3 separate regions of the Mus musculus genome follow, and all the other regions are linked to region 1. The links are chromatin contacts, called in public Hi-C and promoter capture Hi-C maps. All regions are on one chromosome and are shown on one strand. Each heading gives the region's core, a stretch centred on a gene start, on an enhancer-like site or on the middle of the called end of the contact. The rest is flanking DNA. Distances are from core to core; before and after follow the strand shown.

What was found. Promoter capture Hi-C pulls out the DNA fragments that hold promoters and counts their contacts. Hi-C and Micro-C count contacts between places; a contact is called where the count stands out from the background.
Region 2: a contact with region 1 is called in a Hi-C map of liver, with 2.9 times the contacts expected there. The contact joins the promoter of 2810030D12Rik here to the promoter of Proz in region 1. A contact is called at or near these places in 8 of 39 promoter capture datasets (the 3T3-L1 cell line, the C10 cell line, cranial neural crest and 4 more), 1 of 484 Hi-C or Micro-C datasets (liver), 1 of 115 datasets of contacts at active chromatin or transcription factors (embryonic stem cells) and 3 of 9 other capture datasets (adipose tissue, liver and pancreatic islet).
Region 3: a promoter capture Hi-C map of embryonic stem cells shows a contact between it and region 1. The contact joins the promoter of Adprhl1 here to the promoter of Proz in region 1. A contact is called at or near these places in 11 of 39 promoter capture datasets (3T3-L1-derived adipocytes, the C10 cell line, HPC-7-derived erythroid cells and 7 more) and 3 of 9 other capture datasets (embryonic stem cells, liver and pancreatic islet).

The regions. Positions count from the first base shown.
Region 1 is chr8:13,059,429-13,062,608 of GRCm38.p6, forward strand. It overlaps Proz (protein Z, vitamin K-dependent plasma glycoprotein), which reads left to right and starts at 1,480. Exons shown (of 8, transcript NM_025834.4): 1 at 1,480-1,671. The coding sequence starts at 1,602.
Region 2 is chr8:13,199,281-13,202,271 of GRCm38.p6, forward strand. It overlaps 2810030D12Rik (RIKEN cDNA 2810030D12 gene), which reads left to right and starts at 1,502. Exons shown (of 2, transcript NR_166508.1): 1 at 1,502-2,013; 2 at 2,408-2,510. Grtp1 (GH regulated TBC protein 1) reads right to left here and starts at 1,344. Exons shown (of 8, transcript NM_025768.2): 1 at 1,201-1,344; 2 at 769-920. The coding sequence starts at 1,247.
Region 3 is chr8:13,252,782-13,255,651 of GRCm38.p6, forward strand. Adprhl1 (ADP-ribosylhydrolase like 1) reads right to left here and starts at 1,381. Exons shown (of 7, transcript NM_172750.4): 1 at 1,037-1,381. The coding sequence starts at 1,247.

The sequences.
Region 1 (3,180 bases), core at 230-2,729:
GGGCACTTTCTTGATTGAATCATGGTGGGGGCGCAGAAGACCGACTTTTAATCTGGATCTTCTGAGGGGGAAGACCGACTTTTAGTCCAGGCCACACATTCAGCTGCGAGGCCAGCCTGGTCTACAGAGTGAGTTCCAGGACAGCCAGGGCTACATAGAGAAACCCTGTCTCAAAAAACCAAAACCAAAACAAAAAGAAAAAAAAAAGGAAAAAAAAGTCAGAAGCTATAATGTGTAAACAGATGACCTGTGAGGTAAGAAAGACATACCCAGATGATGACAAAAAAAATAAAAATAAAAAAATGAAAAGTCAAACAAATAAACAAACCAACCCTGAGAAAATACCATTGAGCTTGGTTTGTGTTGGCCATCTGCTGGGCATGAGACCTGCCTTTAAGTGTGGTTTGTCTTCCTAGTGGGACTCCATTGGGGAAAACGAACTTTTCCTTTGAGAGTGCTTGCCAACTGGAGAGAACTTCTGGGTTCCTAGTGGGGTTTGTGTCTACCTCCCCTCCCAGCCTGGGAGCCGTCTGGCATAGATGTGTGCACGCTGCCCCGTGTCTGTGTCCATACGTGTGTCCATCCCATTGTATTGAGAAGGCCCACTTTCTTTGTTGTCTCGTGTCTACCTCGGGCTCTTACAAATTTCCCAGCATTCCTTCCTCAGAGTTCCCTGAGTGCTGACGGGAAGGATTTGGACCCCTCTTCTCAAGTGGCTGTTCTTGGTTTTGAGATTAGTTTTTAACAGTGTGTAAATGTTCACGTGGGATGGATCCCCACAGACAGATCTCTTCAGCCTTTCCCTAAGACACAGCACAGAGAGACCTCAAGACTGCTTGAACGTCACCTGCTTGATCCTAGAAAATTAATTTCCAGCTTGGGTCACTCACGAAAGGTACAGTTGAATTTGTTTCTCATCCAACTTTTTAAAAACAACTCCACAGTGTATGCATTGAAGATAGGGTGCTGCCCTCTCTGTCTTCTTCACTCTCTACCTTAATAAATAATTGTGCTTATAGGTGTCATTAGATTTTTGCCCCTGTGATTGTCCTTCATTCAACCAAAGATACAGGCACCTGCTGCACTGATAGGACACATTTGCTCACGATACTTTCGTCTCCTCCTACTCCAGCGTCCCTGTGCGTCTGGCTCCAGACACGCCAGCTGGCTTCCTCCTGCATGTCTCAGATCCCGCTGTGCACTCTCACCAAGGTCTCTCACCTGCCCATTTTCATCATGGAACTTTGCACTGTAAAATTCCCTTCCCTGTTAATGCTACCTGCCTCTCCTCTGTAAGACTACATATTCCCTGCGGTGGCATCCTTCCCACTCACTGCTGTGCCCGGACCCAGGAAGGCGCCTTGTGGGGGAAATGAGCCCACCTGTGCAGAGATCCCCTCCACGTCTCTCTCTCCCTAACAGTAAATCCGGAAGGAGCGGAATGAGAGTGAGCCTCCTCCCCGAGCCTCTGGGTCCATGGGTCATCTAGGCTAGCCTCTGTGTGTTCTGAGGCACACACTGACCGCAGTGCTTCCCAGGGCCCTGGACTTTGGCTGTTTGCAGACTTTGCTCTGCCTGGGCCAGCCAGGCTCTGGGTTAGCATGGCTGGCTGCATCTTGCTGCTCCGGGGCTTCATCCTTACCCTCATCCTGCACCAGGTGGAGCTTTCCGGTAGGCACTTGCTGTTTTGTTCTTTTGAAAATGTTCTCGCTTTTCCCCACTAATTTATTTATTCACTTTAGAATCTGATTGCACCTCCCTTCCTCCCGGCACCCCCCTCACACAGCCCCTCCCCCACCCCTCCCCTTCTCCTCTGCAAAGGGGGAGCCCCACCCCCCCCCGGGTACCAACCCATCCTGGCATATCAAGTAACTGAAGGGCAAAACATTTTCTTAAGGCAGAGTCTTATTCTATAGCTCAAGCTGGTCTAGGACTTACTATGTAGTTCAGTCTATCTTCAGCTCTTGGCAATCCTCCTGCCTCAGTTTCCCACATGCTAGAACCACAGGAATGAATCACCAGACCTAGCCATCTCATCCTTGGGACACTCAATGGTTCTAGAGATGATCCGGTCTCTAGGGGCTTGAAAGGACAAGCCATGATCTCATTCTCCCTCCTGAAAGTCAGTGTGGTACAGCCTAAGTTGTGCAGGATGAGACCAGGCTGGCCACCCCTTAGCCAAAGCTAGGCTGCAGCCTGTCTATGTGCCAGATGTTCTTATTCTGTGCCAGAGGACTGCGGGACAGCTAGCCTGGGCCTGGATCCACCCTGCTGTCTCCACCCTGGAGCATCTAAGCTTTCTGTGGCACTCCCGGCCTCTCTAAGTCTCCTCAGGGCCATCTGTGTGTGGTTCCAGGCCGCTGACCTCCACTCTCTCTGACTTCCACACTCCCTCCGTTCATGCCTCACACTCCTGTGGAAGTTTGCTCAATGCTAACTCCCTGTGAGGATGGAGCCCACATGGGCAAGTTCTGTCTGCCGGCTCTCCGCACTCACCCGGGCCTGAACACAAAGGTGCTCAGAAAATCACAGTTGTAGGGTTGAGCCTGCCGAGCCTTGTGATCTGCATGTATGGGACTACTTGGTACCTTGCACAGTGGAGTGTGTGTGTGTGTGTGTGTGTGTGAGAGAGAGAGAGAGAGAGAGAGAGAGAGAGAGAGAGAGAGCACTGTTAACTTGCTGTTGACAGTGACCGTGAGCTGGATGCTCCTGGTGAGTAGGACCAGATCTCTAAGTCCTGTGATGGCATCTGTCGTTGTTGTGGACAAAGCCTTGTTGCCACATCAACACCAAGCTGTGTCCATCTTTCTGGCAGGCTGTTCTCTCCTCAGACCACTGCCCAAAGAGTCCAAGATGGCAGCATGGGTACGAGGCACTCAGAGCCCAATTCTGCCCTATGAATGTGCAGGAAGGAAAACCATGTGGGCCTGAGCTGGGCCTAAGGGAGCAATTTAGCCTACCCTAGTGCTCCCTGAGCCCAGAGCTGTCTGTCTGTCTGCCTGTTCAGGACTCCTTCCTACTGTGGAGAAGCCACATGATCCCTGTGTCTTAGTTAGGGTTTTACTGCTGCGAACAGACACCATGACCAAGACAACTCTTGTAAGAACAACATTTAATCGGGGCTGGCTTACAGATTTAGAGGTTCAGTCTATTATCATTAAGGTGGGAACATGGCAGCAT
Region 2 (2,991 bases), core at 252-2,751, 140 kb after region 1:
AGCAGGGAGGGGCCTTTGGTTCTACAGAGAAGAAAAATGACTATCAAGAATGGTATAGGGGAAGGAAAAAAAAAAAAAAAAAAAACGCTTGGAGAGGCATGGTAGTTCCTGTTCAGAGAAAGAGGAAAGTTTGTCTTGGAACTGGACTTCCAGGAGCCCAGCCCTAGGTACCCCACCCCTACCCATCTCTGAGAGATAGGCGCTGTTCTAACCCCCCTCAGAACACAAGGCCTTCTCGAGGCTTCCCAGGAAATATGGACTTTGCCCATCTACAGTTAAGAGGGCGTGGTGACCATGGAGAAAATTCAACCAGGTAAGGAGCTCTCCCATCTGCTGTGTGGCACAAACACACCCTCCTAGGGGGTCTCATGATGTCCCAGAAGTCGCGCTTGGGGGTGGTGGGGTTCAACTATAGAGGGGTCCAGTTCCTATGGAAATGCAGTGTATGCTCGTGTGCAGGGTAGTGATGGTGTTCGTAGGTCTGGCTTTGGGAGTTCCGGCTGGTGGGGATCCTGCTGCTGAGGAGTCCCATTTAAAGAGGGATCCCTCTACTGCGGGGCGGGGGAGTCATGCTCACAGGTTTCACAGGGTTCTACTGTTGGGGAGTCATGCCATAGGGACTGTAACTACTGCAGGGTAACAGCTACTGCTGGGAGGTCCTGCAGTCCAGAGGTCTCGCTGGGGGTCTCGCCACAGGGGTTCTGGCCCTTGGGAGAAAGTCCTGTTTGTTTGAATGGCCGCTATGCCAGCCAGCATCAGGCCTCTCACCTGTCACGCTTTTCCGGACACCACCGTTTCCTTTTAGAAGTTTGGACCATTTGATCGCCCTCTTGGTGAGTATCACCAGGTACGTGGAAAAGAATTCTTCATAAGCCGCATAGTCAAAGTCTTCGGGCCTTTCAAACCCATACGGATCGATCCTACAAACAAAAAGAACCTGTTTCCCCGAACCAAGTTTCCGCGCCTGCGGGGATGCGGCTGGGGTCCAAGAGCTCCGACACCCGACACCCCTCGGTCCGCCCCTCCGTCCATCCTCAGTTCACCTTCCCTTCCTCTCTTCCTCCCCTCCTCCATCCCCTCCACCCCCTCATGCCCCTCGCTCTCCGTGGACCAGAGCGCGTCCCCCGCGCAGCATCGACTGGCTCAGACCCAGTCCGGAGAGGGCGCCCAGCACCCCGCGCGCGCGGCCTCCGCACCCACCTGGGCACCCGAGCTCGCGCCGCCTGCGCGCGCTCTGCGGGATCCATGCGGAGAAGGGCCAGGGACCGCGGGACTCACAACCTCTGCAGCCCCGAGCGCTGGACCCCGGTGCGCCGCTGGCCCCGGGGCGCGCGAGTGCTTCCGGCGGGGGCGTGGCCGAGACGGGGGCGGGGTGGGGACGAGGGGCGGAGTCAGTGGGGGCGGGGCGGGGTAGAGTGGACGGAGCGGGGCTGGGGTGGGGGCGGTGTCGGAGATGGGAGCGCCTAGGGACCCGAACCGAGTGCACCTGCTGCAGCCTGGCACTAGGGATTTGAAAATCCATGGAGATGGAAACCTATGCCGAGGTTAGAAGACCTGGATCCACTTTGCAGGATTTTAAATATCCTTCAAGCCTCAGTGCCTGGCAGACTGGACTTTGGACTTCGGACTTCCAGCTCCGATGCTGAAAAAGGAGGGTTTTTTTGTTTGTTTGTTTTTCCACTTTGCTTCCTTGCTTGTCGAGGCTGAGAACATACGGTGTTTTTGAGGGCCACCATCAAAGGGTACTCGCTTCTCCAAACCTTGGAACCCGAGGTCTAGCCTTGGAAAGAGTTGCCGCCTTACCATCTCTCCTCGCCTAGGGAAGCCCCAGCTGTGTGCGCTACTGCAGGGTCACAGTGCCGCGGTGCCGAGCTTCTTTCGTGGTCCCTGTCGCCGTCCGTTTCTTGAGATTTCAGACTCTGGGCTTGGAAACCAGTTGACTGCCTTTCTTAGCGAGGTGCCCTCGGAAACCTGTGGAGGAATGTTTGGATTATGAATGCTCACCGTGCCGAGGTAAAGCATAGGGCTTTGGCGCCTTCGGGCCCTGTGGTCAGCGGTGGGACGGATCGGACGTTGCAGAAGCACTTTTCTGTGGTGTTTAGAAGGTGCTACCCACCTTCAGCTGACTGTAGTTGGAATGACCCTCAGCTGGACTTTGGGAACTCACTTGAACTAGTTAGAAACTTCAAAGTACCTAGCAGGAAGCGGCGGGGGTGGGGTGGGGGTGGGATTAGAATTTAGCCTGGTCCACTGGGACACTTGGATACCCCACTGTAAATGATCCTGACCTCAGCGCCAAGAATACAGGCAGCACCCGGTGGGACCGGTTCTCTCTCTCTCTCTCCCTCTCTCTGTCTCTCTCTCAAGGCTACATACGCAGCTCTGCCCTTTACTTCATTTTCTCTAGGTTTTGAGACTACTGTAAGACAGATGAGAAAACCTGAGGTTTGTATTGCTTTCCCTCCTCCTTGCTTTGACCAAACTCTGCTGAACAAGGATTCTCTACCAAAGCCTTGGTGCCTCCATCTTTCTTTCTTTTATTTTGTATTTATTTATTTATTTTATTCTTTTTACTTTCTTTTATTGGGGGGGGGCAGTGTCTCACTGTGTAGCTCTGGTTGGTCTGGAACTCACTATGAACACCAGGCTGGTATTGAACTCAGAGAGATCTACCTGTGCCTGCCTAACACACACACACACATCCTGAGCAATGGGAATAAAGGCACATGCCACCATATCTAGCCCCATCTTTCTTTTAGAATACAGCAAGAAATGAACCTGAAAATCCAGTTAGAGCTGCAGATTTGAGCTTCTCTGTTGACATTGGATGAAACTTAGTGCTGGCATGAGCAGAACCCCAAATTCTAGCTCCCACAGTCGCCCAGAGTGCTTGCTGCCTCTGGGGAAAAACGTGCAGAGATCAGCTCAGCCCAGCAGTGAACAGTGTTTTAACACCAAGTGTCCTTGCCAGTGCTCTGACCTTGACCTTTC
Region 3 (2,870 bases), core at 131-2,630, 190 kb after region 1:
TTCGAAGCATCTCGATCCCCGTAGTGTGGTGAAAGCACCTCAGCAGTGTGCTTTCTTCTGCCTCGTTATTCAGGGGCAAGTTGATGATATTCCTATACAATGACCACAGAATCCATAAATACCTGCGTTTCATCATGAGGTACACTCAGAAAGATGCTTCACCATTTTCAACAAGCTGTGACACCATATCTTATCAATGTGTGTCTGCTCTATTTAGAGACACGGCATTGGTGGCATTCCTATACAGTGACCACAGAACTAAGCTGGGCGTGCTCACGACAGACGGACAGAGCAGGGAATGCGTATGTGGGGTCTGTTGGCTCAACTGCTGGCCTCAGGCCTCAGTTTTGCAACGATGGCATGCCAGACCTGCAGGGTATTACCATCACACTGTGTCGAGAAAAGACACACGGCGCTTGTATATGGGCGCGTCTCTGAAATCCAGGTAACATTTTGTTGATTTTAGCTCCTTAGGAAACAAGCTTTGTTCTTCCATGTCCAAAACTCTTCCTTAGACAATTTACTCATAAATTACGCCCAAACTGGATCGCTCGGACAGACAGCTCAACCTTAATTATTTGGATCGGAGATGCCACCCCCAAACAATGTTATCTCAGTGGGCCCACATTTCAAGCTCTTCTTTATAGACTTAGAATAAGATGCTCAGCCTCTGCAGTGCACCTATGTCTGTCTGTGCTTTGTCTCCCCCACCCCTGCCCCGCCCTGCAGAGCAGCTCCTAGAGGGTTGCTCACCTAACACAGAGACAAGCGAACACTGTTCAGAACCAGGAGCTTAATTATCTGCCAAGGGCTGCTGTCCCCTAAAGACACTCAGGAGAAACATGACCTGCCCGCTGCCTCTCAGGCTCCAGGTCTTGGGGGAATATTAAATCCCTGCCTTCAGCAACAGTGTCAGGTAACACAGGGCTCTAAGACACCACCTTCAGGGTTCTTGGTACTGGTTTGCTATCAACCCAGGTGGCCTGTCTTTCTACCCCAGCACACTTGGAGCCACGAATACGCCAGTCAGTCCTACCTGTGGTCAGGGCTTCAGCAGTCGCCATGTGCATGATGGTGTTGTCGCTCACTGGCCACCTCCCAGGTGAGAGCACAAGGCTGTCCAGCCCCCCTGTCTTTTGCAGCTCCTCCTGGATTGAGCCTAAAACGCTGTTCTCCCTGCAGATGTTTCCATAGCCGAGGGCATCTCCAACACTCCCCAACAGCATTGCAGCCTTGAACTTCTCCATCTTGGAAGGTGACCCCTCTTACCCTGCGGTTGCCTTTGTCCTCTCCTGGCCACCCTTAGCCAGCCCCGCTGACATTTATACTGGTCATTGTATCACCATCCAGCACTCTCCAAATGACCAGGCGTTCCTTCCCTGCCTTGGCAGGTGGCACCAATGAGATAAAGGCTCAGAGCTCACCACGTGGGAGCTGTTTGGGACACGCTGGCTCTCCAGCAAAGGAGTCTGCTGGCACCAGTGTACACCCAGCCAGCTCAGCCCAGCTCAGAGCCCGTGAGCTGTGCTACTCTGTCAGCACCTTGGTGAGTTGTGCCCCCTGCTGGCAGAGCGACATACCACAATGAGAACATACTGCTCCATCCCGGTTCCTTGACCATCTGCTCTGCCCTACCTTCAGACAGACACACTCCTTTTGCCCCTTCTTGTCTGCCCTCTTTCACTCAGCATAAAACTGAGGCCCACCCATTGTAGTTTTATGCTTTTAGAAAACTTTTCTGGCTGGGCAGTGGTGATACACGCCTCTAGTTTCAGCATTCAGCATTCAGGAGGCAGGGGCAGGTGGATCCCTGAGTTTGAGGCCAACCAGGTCTACAGAGTGAGTTCCAGGACAGCCAGGGCTACACAGAGGAACCCTGCCTCAAAAACAAAACAAAAAAAACAAAACAAAAAAAAAACCAACAACAAAAAACAAACAAAACCCATCCCTTATTATAAAATTGAGGGCTGTGGGCTGCAGTAGACCCGACAGAGCAATGTTACCTAATGTATACAAGGCCCTTGGTCTGATCCTCAGTTCCATTAAAACCATGACATGAGAGAAAACCTTACAAGAACGAGAACTCCCAGCTCCTGTGAAAAAGTGTTCTCTCACAACTTAGTGTCCAGTAAGGGGCTCCAGTGCTAACCTTTAGTGATGCGTGTCTATACAAACAAACTTCACTTGTTGTAAACATCACTGCCTGCTCATGGAATTATTAAATAATGAGGATGGATAGGTGCACTTTATAAAGCCAGGCTTCTTGGTTTGAAATGACCTAGGTCAACCACCTCCCTATACCCTGTCTCAAGCACAAACCTTGCAGCCTCAGACATTGCTGGCCCTCTTGTGACGTAAATCTGTCACCCAGAATTGGCAGTGCATCACTTGGACTTAGAATACAATTGGAAAGAACTTTAGTGTGTAACAAGACGCCCTTCCTGCTGGCCCAACTCTCAGTCTGAAGCAGTCCCACAAATCCAGAAGGTACATAGCTCCCATCCAGACAGACAAACAGCAGAAGCCAGCAGGAGCCAGCTCCCACTTACGGTGTACCAACTTATGGACAAGTGTGACCTGGCTCAAGGAGTGAGGTCCAAGGACTCTTGGGAGAGGCTTTGTTGTGGATGTTTGGAAACCACTTCTACACTATTCGGTCAAAATCACACACAAGATAAGGCTGCCTCACTAGTCTGTCTACCTGACATTCACAGAGCCCCTTCTGTTACAGGATGCTAGGCACAGCAAAAGAAGCTGGGAAGTTGACTTCTGCGCCCACAGAGCATCAAGTATGAACTGCACTGAACATTTAAACTACCACAACTCAGCACCTACGTCACTTAGACAAGGAGTATGCTGTCTCCTCTGGG